Regions from separate parts of the Sus scrofa genome. Here region 1 is linked to region 2. The links are chromatin contacts, called in public Hi-C maps. All regions are on one chromosome and are shown on one strand. Each heading gives the region's core, a stretch centred on a gene start, on an enhancer-like site or on the middle of the called end of the contact. The rest is flanking DNA. Distances are from core to core; before and after follow the strand shown. Region 1 overlaps LOC110261167 (a long non-coding RNA gene). Region 2 overlaps ANKRD12 (ankyrin repeat domain-containing protein 12).

The links. A called contact is a pair of places that touch in the nucleus more often than the background predicts.
Region 1: a Hi-C map of alveolar macrophages shows a contact between it and region 2, with 2.2 times the contacts expected there. The contact joins two enhancer-like sites. A contact is called at or near these places in 2 of 5 promoter capture datasets (fetal liver and liver), 20 of 47 Hi-C or Micro-C datasets (alveolar macrophages, blood, embryonic fibroblasts and 10 more) and 2 of 2 datasets of contacts at active chromatin or transcription factors (alveolar macrophages and skeletal muscle).

Annotation. Positions count from the first base shown.
Region 1 is chr6:98,871,721-98,876,575 of Sscrofa11.1, forward strand. All of the region lies in intron 1 of LOC110261167 (a long non-coding RNA gene), which reads left to right. Among named protein-coding and RNA genes, the nearest start is that of NDUFV2, 22 kb to the left of the region's middle. Within about 2 kb of position 2,256, at least 11 of the 83 cell types and tissues checked have an H3K27ac peak or open chromatin away from gene starts, as enhancers often do. A contact at or near this core is called in alveolar macrophages, where this site is marked.
Region 2 is chr6:98,793,035-98,797,667 of Sscrofa11.1, forward strand. The region is part of intron 1 of ANKRD12 (ankyrin repeat domain-containing protein 12); the gene reads right to left. Among named protein-coding and RNA genes, the nearest start is that of ANKRD12, 19 kb to the right of the region's middle. Within about 2 kb of position 2,102, at least 1 of the 83 cell types and tissues checked has an H3K27ac peak or open chromatin away from gene starts, as enhancers often do. A contact at or near this core is called in alveolar macrophages, where this site is marked.

The DNA.
Region 1 (4,855 bases), core at 1,006-3,505, 79 kb after region 2:
AGGGAAATGAAAATCAAAACCACAATGAGATATCATGTCATACCTGTCAGAACAGCCATCATCAAAAAGAACACAAATGACAAGTTTTGGCGAGGATGTGGAGAAAAGGGAGCCCTCCTACGCTATTGGTAGGAATGTAAATTGCTACAGCCACTGTGGAAAACGGTATGGAAGTTTCTCAAGAAACTAAAAATAGAAGTACCATATGACCCAGCAATTTCACTCCTGTGTATACATCCAAACAAACAAACAAAAAACCTCCACACTAACTTGAAAAGATACATGCACCCCAATGTTCATAGCAGCATTATTTACAATTGCAAAGACATGGAAACAACCTAAGTTCCATCAACAGATGAATGGATAAAGATGTATGTACACACACACACACACACACACACACACACACACACACACACAGTGGAATACTATTCAGCCATAAAAAGAAGAAATTTTGCCATTTGCACCAATATGGATGGACTTGGAGGGCCATCCTTAGATGGCTTAGTAAAATAAGTCAGACAGAGAAGGATAAATATGATATCACTTATATGTGGCATCTAAAAAAATACAAAAAACTAGAGAATATAACACAAAAGAAGCAGTCTCACAGATATAGAGAACAAACTAATGGGGGAGGGGGAGCGGTCGTGTAGGGGTGGGGAGCAGGATGCACAAACTATTAGTTGTAAGACAGGTTCAAGTACATACAACACATTGTACATACAACTCACTGTACATACAACACAGGGAACACAGCCAATAGTTTATAATAACTGTAAATGGAAGGTAATCTTTAAAAAAATATATGGAGTTTCCTGTTGTGGTGCAGTGGTTAACGAATCCGACTAGGAACCATGAGGTTGCGGGTTCGGTCCCTGGCCTTGCTCAGTGGGTTAACGATCCGGCGTTGCCATGAGCTGTGGTGTAGGTTGCAGACGCGGCTTGGATCCCGCGTTGCTGTGGCTCTGGCGTAGGCCAGTGGCTACAGCTCTGATTCGACCCCTAGCCTGGGAACCTCCATATGCCACGGGAGCGGCCCAAAGAAATAGCAAAAAGACAAAAAAATAAATAAATAAATAAAAATAAAAAATATGTAAAAATAACAAATTTTAAAAAAGGATTAATACTGGATCTGGATATAATTTATAGAATTTGAAATATCTGCTTTGGAGTTCCTGTCATGGCTCAGGGGTTAATGAACCTGACTAATACCAAGAGGATGCGGGTTCAATCCCTGACCTCACTCTTTGGGTTAAGGATCTAGCATTGCCGTGAGCTGTGATGTAAGTCCACAGACTCGGCTTGGATCTGGCGTTGCTGTGGCTGTGGCTGGCAGCTGCAGCTCCAATTCGACCCCTAGCCTGGGACCTCCCATATGCCTCGGGTACGGGCCTAAAAAAAAATAAAAAATAAAAGTGTGTGTATCTATATATAAACACAAAGGATGTTCAAGTTAGAACGTAATTCCCTCATTTCATTGAGCAGTGTGACTAAGTAAACAGTAAAAAGAAGCATCATGTGAGAAGTTAGGAATTCCCAGAAACAGCCAGTTCTCTGCAGTCTGGGGGAGTATAACGCTAAGAATTGCCAGTTTTTGAAACCGAGGCACAAGTCAGCGTCTCATAGCGTCATATTCAGTGTGCTAGGTTCATCTTGCTAAATGTTTTCAAATTAAGACCACCAATATTGCCTCTAGCAAATAACTTTAATTTTGTCACAGAAGTTTTCCGGAAAAGCAGAACCGGTTCCTAGAAAGGCTCTAATGAACTTGATGGAAGGTGAATGAATACCTGCACCACTCTATTTTGGAGTCATTTACCAAATGCCACTACTGTCAAGAAACAGGCCATCACATCCTTCCTCTGCATTCACGAATATCACCCTTCAGTATCTTAAGACTTGCTATTTGTCATGAAACTCATATGTAAATTCCTCTATGGTTATATTAAGTATACATTTGATTTTTGAATTAAAAAAATGATCAAGGGCATATATAGATCATCTTTGTCAGCACATAGGATTAAAGTTACTCAGCTTTTATGAAGAGGCCCTGCAACAAACATGGCATGGATTTCTGCATATATATCCAGCCATTACTAATTTCTGTGTCAAAGTGTTTAAAACTGTTATAAATGATTAGATGATTCAGTGTAGAGTTCAGTTAAAATTGCAGAACTAGAGGGGAGAGATGGGAAGTGCCACACAAGGGTTAAGTCCCTCACCGCAAACACAGCCGTGTAGCAGACATCAGAGTGACCCAGGCGGCTGGAGCACTTGGCTGGTCCACCACCCAGAGCTGGGAAGCTGTTTTCCTTGAGGACTCTACTCGGGAGAGAAGAAGACGTCACCTCTGTGTGTGTCTCTGAGACGACTTCAAGGGATGTTTAGTGGGGAAAGAATTTCCAGAGTATGTTTTTTTTCATCTCATCTGAAAGACACAGTGGTTTTCAACTAGCTTGGTGCTGTTACGACAGTCATTTCACCTGACCTCTTTTTTAAACAGGCCTAAGACAAGCCACTCTGCCATCTAAGCAGAACTAATGCTGTTACAAGAGCATGCAAATTGTAATTAAAAAAAAAAAATCCATAAGCCAGCAGTTTCTTTTGACCACAGTGGCTTTTTCCCTCCTGCTAGTTCTGCTGAAACAGCAGCGCTGCTGTGCACTATAAGACTCCAGCTCTGTGCTCCAATTTGTTGTTCCTCTGATGAGAACTGCATGTGAGGATGCTTGGTTTTGTGTGTGAAGGGCCACACATGCAGCAGGATTTCAAGTCTCTGAGGACAGGGGCCCCTCCCTCCTTTACATCACTTTTCGTTTATAGGATCCCACCCCAGGGCTGTCATGGGGGCTGTGTTATCGCCTGTTGAGTGGATGTGTGGTTGAACAAATGAGGGACTGAACAGAGAGCTCCAGTCTCCTGTGTTCTAAACCGAACAGTGCAAACTGGTCGGGATCCGTTTCAATCAAAGAGCAGGATCTGTGAGATGCAGAAATAAAAAGATGAGGATACGATTCCAACAGGAGCAGGCAGAGGCTGGAGTTCACCAGTTCCTTAGTGAAGGTAGATCAGATCTGTGTAGACATATGTTGTAGGATATATATGTGTGTGTGTGTACAGATAGTGGCTGCTATGTATGTAATTATACACAGTCATGTAATTATTTATTTCAATGTATTGTGTATAACGTTCACGGAGGATGTATGTATAAGTGTGCATGTATTATGTGTGTATACATGTGTATTTGTGTATATGAACATATGTGTATACATATGAATATAGAAGTATATATACATTTCAAAGAATTTGCATCAGACTTCCTCTCAACAACCACCTTTGTTTAGAAAAATACCTTGATTATCCACTTGGGAGTGGAAAGGCAGTCAAGTCATAGCTAAACCAATCCGAATCTAAACATCCGGCAGAGTTTGGGAGTCAAGAGAGAAGAAGGGAAAGAGGAGGTTCAAGAGGGAGGTGGGCTTTCACAGGCTTTGCTTGGGAAAGTCGTCATGGGGGAGGGAGAAGAAAGAGGCTGAATTCCAAAGCAGAGACAAGATGCCGACAAGAGAGATGCGAGTTCAACAACGGCAGGATTTTGCAACTGGATGTGAGAGCAAGTCTATAAAATCTCAAGAATTAATAAGTCAATCTGGGGAGACCATCACACCTCTCACAGAGCTTGGGAAGAAGGCTCAAGAAAATTTTAATTAAAATTTAAAAGTTGCTGGTACTTCAGTTTATGTCTCTGGGCGCCTTTAATCCTTCGCAGGGTGCGGATTGAGAAACCCTCTCTGCACCCCATCAAGCCAGTTCCTGTGGGATCTTCCTAAAACCCAGGGTGACAAAAGAGAACAAAAGCAAGGGGCTAAACAGAGACATGAAGCCCACAGCCTCTCCCAGGGTTAACAATAGGTTTTGAGCTAGCAAGACGTAATTAGTGGTTCCCATGCTGAGTCTGGGCAGCCGCAGCCCTGCCCACAGACTGTCCGTGATGCGGACCTCAGCCCCACAGGGCTCCCCTTGGCAGGGAGGCGGCAAGGGCCGGCCTCCTGGGACAACTGTGGGCATATGGGTGGGTTAGTCTAAATGGCTCCAGCCGACAGTGGTGTCCTTTCCCCAGGGCTCTGTTAGCTCCTCCACTAACACAGCAAAGTAACTGTCCCTTGTAGACAGAGATGGTCACCAGCCCTGTTTTACAGATTAGAGGACTGTGGCATCAGCTTGCTCAGCACCAGCAGAGCAGGATTTCGGGTGAGGAATTATGATTTCCCCGGTTGGGCTTGGTTCACTGGACACCATTGTCCTTCTCTACAAAGGGTGTATTGTGAAATGTTTACAAAAGCACTTTTAGGAAGAGTTCAGTGTCTATTTCTATCTTGGTGAGAATGTGGGTGAATCTATACGGGGTGGCAGGGTCCCTGGGCAGAAGGGGATTAACACTTGCTCTGTTTCCAGGACCAGGCTCCTCACCTACATCACCTGCACCCCTTTGAGAGACACAGCAGCAGCGATGAAATTTCTGGGGTGAGGCAGTGTTCGTAATTTAATAGGACAGGTAGACAGGGTATGCATTTGTCAAAAGGCATTACTTCAGTTTGGGCTTTTCATTCTTTTTTATTTTTACTGGAAAAGAAACAGAACCATAAACAGATTGAATTCTGGTCAGTGATATAGACACTAGAGTGCTTAGCTGTAAAATCTTCTTATGTCCAAAACTTTTGTTTCTTGATTTTTCTTATCATTTTTTGGGGGGCCACATCTGGGGCACGTGGAAGTTCCCAGCCCAGCCATGGAACCCACCTAAACCACAGCAGTGACAAAGCCAAAACCCTAACCGCTAGGCCACCAGGGA
Region 2 (4,633 bases), core at 852-3,351:
AAAAGAGATTGTCAGGAGTTCCTGTCATGGCTCGGTGGTTAACAAATCCAACTAGGAACCATGAGGTTGCGGGTTCGATCCCTGGCCTTGCTCAGTGAGTTAAGGATCTGGTGTTGCCATGAGCTGTGGTGTAAGCCGCAGATGCGGCTCGGATCCTATGTTGCTGTGGCTCTGACGTAGGCCAGCAGCTACAGCTCCGATTTGACTCCTAGTCTGGGAACCTCCATATGCCACACGTGTGGCCCAAGAAATGGCAAAAAGACAAAAAAAAAAAAAAAAAAAAAAAAAAAAAAAAAATTGTCAGAGGAGAGAAAGAAAAGAAAAAAAAAGACCAAACTCTAAACAAGTAATAAGAAATTCACTTCAAATATAATATGAGTAGATTAAAAGTGAAAGAATGGAGAAAGCTATGTCATACAAGCATAACCAAAGGAAAGCTGGAATAATTAATCTCAGACAAAACAGATCTCAAAGCAAAGAGGGACATTACATTCTATATATTGATAAAAGGACCAGTTCACTAAATGTGTATGCAACTAGCAACAGAGCTTCAAAGTACAGGAAGCAAAACCAATGAGACTGACAGCAGGAATAAACAAACTGATGGTTACAACTGGAGTCTTCACCCACTCAGAAAGCAGAAAATCAACAAGGATATAAAAGAACTGAAAAAAATGTCATCAATTCAAAGTGACTGACTCTAGGAGTTCCCATAGTGGCGCAATGGTTAATGAATCCGACTAGGAACCATGAGGTTGCGGGTTCCATCCCGGCCTTGCTCAGTGGGTTAAGGATCCAGTGTTGCCGTGAGCTGTGGTGTAGGTCGCAGACACAGCTCAGATCTGGTGTTGCTGTGGCTGTGGCTAAAGCCCTCAGCTACAGCTCCAATTCGACCCTTAGCCTGGAAACCTCCATATGCTGTGGGAAGCAGCCCTAGAAAAGGCAGAAAGACAAACAAACAAACAAAAAAAGAAAGTGATTGGCTCTAATTGACATTAATAGAAAAATCTGCAAAACAAGCAGCAAAATAATACTCATTCCTTTCAAGGGCACACAGAATGATACTCATTCTTTTCAAGGGCATACCAAGATAAGTCACATCATGGGTCATAAACAAACATTAATAAATTTAAAATAATTAAAATCACACAAAGTTTGTTCTTACACAATAAAGAAATTAAATCAGAATCTATTATAGAAAGATAATAAGAATATATCCAAATTTAAAAAAAAACAGAAAAATCAATGAGGCTGAAAACTAGTTCTTTAAAAAAAAAACTTATCTCTCAGCTAGACCTATTAGAAATAAAATATAAGAGCTACATAATCAAAATACACAATGAAAGAATATCACTACAGATCCTACAAATATATAAAGGATAATAATGGAATATTACAAACTTTATACCAATACATTCAACAAATTAAATGAAATATACTAACTCCTTGAAAGGCACACAACAGCAAAGCTAACTGAAGAAATCATGCCAATAGCTCAATATTTATGAAAGAAACTGATTTCATATTGAAAAGCAAAGAAAACTCCAGATGGCATCAATGGTGAATTCTACAAAGCACATAAGAAATAATAACAAACCTACAACAAACTCTGCTAAAAAGGAAAGAGAACATATTTAATGAGGCCATCAATACCCTGATACCAAAACCAGAATAGTCTTTTGCAAGAAAACCATAGACAAATATATCTCATAATCACATAAGAAAAAAAAAATCAATGAAGTATTAGCAAATGAAATCTACTACATAAAAAAGGATAATACATCATGACCAAGTGGGATTTAATACCTGGAATTCAAGGACAGCTAAATGTTTGAAAATCTACGTAATTCATTATATTAACAGACTAGGAGAAATAACCATCTCAACAGTTACAGTAAAACCATCTGATAAAATTTAACATCCATTATTGACAAAACTCTCAGCGAACTAGTAATAGAACAGAACTTGAATGCTTTCTTTCCCTCCTAAGATTAAGAATGAGGCAAGGAAGTTCACTCTCATCACTTTTCTCCCCAGCTTTATTGAGGGGGAAATTGTATATATTTAGGATATACAATGTGACTGTAAGTATATACATTGCGAAAGCATTAGCACAACCACGCTAACATAGTCATCTCCTCACAGAGCATTTTCTGTGTGTGCTAAGGACACTTAAAATCCACTCAGCAAATTTCAAGTATAGAATAGAGTACTAACCATAGTAACCATACCATAGTTAAGAGTCTCAGAACATATTCATCTTATAACTGAAAGTCTGTATCCTTTGACCAGCCTTTTTCCAATTCCCCCACTTGCCAGGCTCTGGCAGCCACCACTCTACTTCTTGCTTCTATGAATTCAACCTTTTTAGATTTCACACATAAGTTAGATCATACAGTGTTTATCTTTCTGCCTGGCTTATTTTACTTATTTAGCACATCCTCCAAGTTCAACCCTATTGTGGCAAATGGCAGGATTTTTTTTAATGGTTAAATGACATTGTAATTATATATAGTTGACCCTTGAACAATAGGTTTGAACTGCGATGGAACACTTATATACCGATTTTTTTCAGTAAATACTACATTATTATATGACTCCTTGTTGGATGAAGCGGAGGATGTGGAACCACAGACACAGAGGGCCAACTGTGAGGTTATAGATTTTCGACTGCACAGAGGATTCGTGTCCCCACCCCTCATGCCATTCAAGGATCAACATTTTCTTTATCCATTCATCCATCAACAGGTTGATTCCATACCTTAGCCACTGTGAGTACAGGTGCAATGAACATGGGAATCCAGATAATACTAATTTCATTTTATTTGGATATATACCTGAAAGTGGGATTGCTGGATCAGATGGCAGTACTACTTTTAATTTTTTAAGGAACCTCCATACTGTTTTCCATAGTGGCTGTACCAATTTACATTCTTACCAACATCATGAAAGGGACTCTTTGCTACACCCTCACCAACTATTACTATCTCCTGTCTTTTTGGTAATAGTTACCCTCAGAGGCATGAGGCACCTCATTGTGTTTTTGAATTGCATTTTCATTATTACTGTGGTCAATACACCTTTTCATACTCTTGGCTCTATGTCTTCTTTGGAAAAAAATGTTCAGGTCCTTTGCCCATTGTTGAAGCTTTTTTTTTTTGCTACTGAGTGGTACTTTTTATTTATTTTGTCTTTTTTCCTTTTTAGGGCGGTACCCACGGCATATGGAGGTTCCCAGGTTAAGGCTCTAATCGGAACTGTAGCCACTGGCCTATGCCACAGCAACGCCAGATCCGAGCCGCATCTGCGATCTACATCACAGCTCACGGCAACGCCAGATCCTTAACCCACCGAGCAATGCCAGGGATTGAACCCGCAACCTTGTGGTTCCTAGTCGGGTTCATTTCTGCTGTGCCACAATGGGAACTCCGACTTTTTATTTTTTGGCTATTAACCTCTTGTATGTTTTGCAAATTTTTTTCTCATTCCGTAGGTTGCCTTTTCATTGTTTCCTTTGCTGTGCAGATTTTTTCATTTGATGCAGTTATTTTTACCACAGTTGCCCATGCTTCTGGTGTCACATCCATGAAACCACTGCTAAGAACAATGTCAAGGAGCTTCTTCCCTATTTTTTCCTTTTTTTGGGGGGTAGGAATTTTACAGTTTCAGGCCTTGCATTTAAGCTTTTAATCTATTTCAAGCTGATTTCTGCATGTGACAGGAGTCTAATCTTATTCTTTTGTATGTAGATATCCACTTTTCCCAACACCATTTACTAAAAATAAAACTATCCTTTCCCGGTTTAGGGTTCTTGGCACCCTTGTCAAAGATTAATTCACTGTATATGCACGGGGGTTTATTTGTGGGACCTTTATTCTGTTCCATTGGTCTTTGTGTGTCTTTTTACATTAGTACTATACTGTTTTGATTAGTAAAGCTTTATAGTATATGTAATTTGCAATCTGGAAGTGTGATGCCTCTAGTTTTCTTTCCCAAGATTGTGCTGGCTATTCAAAGTCTTCTGTGGTTCCATACAAATTTTAGGATTGTTTTTTCTACTTCTAATTTTGATAGAGATGGTACTGGATCTGTAGATTATTTTGGGTAGTATGGACATTTAATATTAACTCTTCCCCATCAATGAACACAAGATATCTTTGCATTTATTCATGTCTTTAATTTCTTTCATCAATGTCTTATTACTTTTCAGTATACAGATTTTCTATCTCCTTGGTTAAATTTATTCCTAAGTGTTTTATTCTTTTTGATGCACTGTAAATGGAATGCTTTCTTAATTTCTCTTTTCATAGTGTGGAGTAATGGATGGGTGAATATTTCTAATTGGCTTATAGCATTATCTTGAGTCATTCTATATACTTAGTGCCATTTCTCACTGTTCCTCATACATGCATGCCACTCTCAAAAACACACTTAAGAGTTTTCACAGCTTGGAGTTCCTGTTGTGGCTCAGTGGAAACAAATCTGACTAGCATCCACGAGGATACAGGTTCAATCCCTGGCCTCACTCAGTGGGTTAAGGATCCAGCGTTGCCATAAGCTGTGGTGTAGGTCACAGACATGGCTCAGATCTGGTGTTGCTGTGGCTGTGGTGTAGCCTGGTGGCTACAGCTCT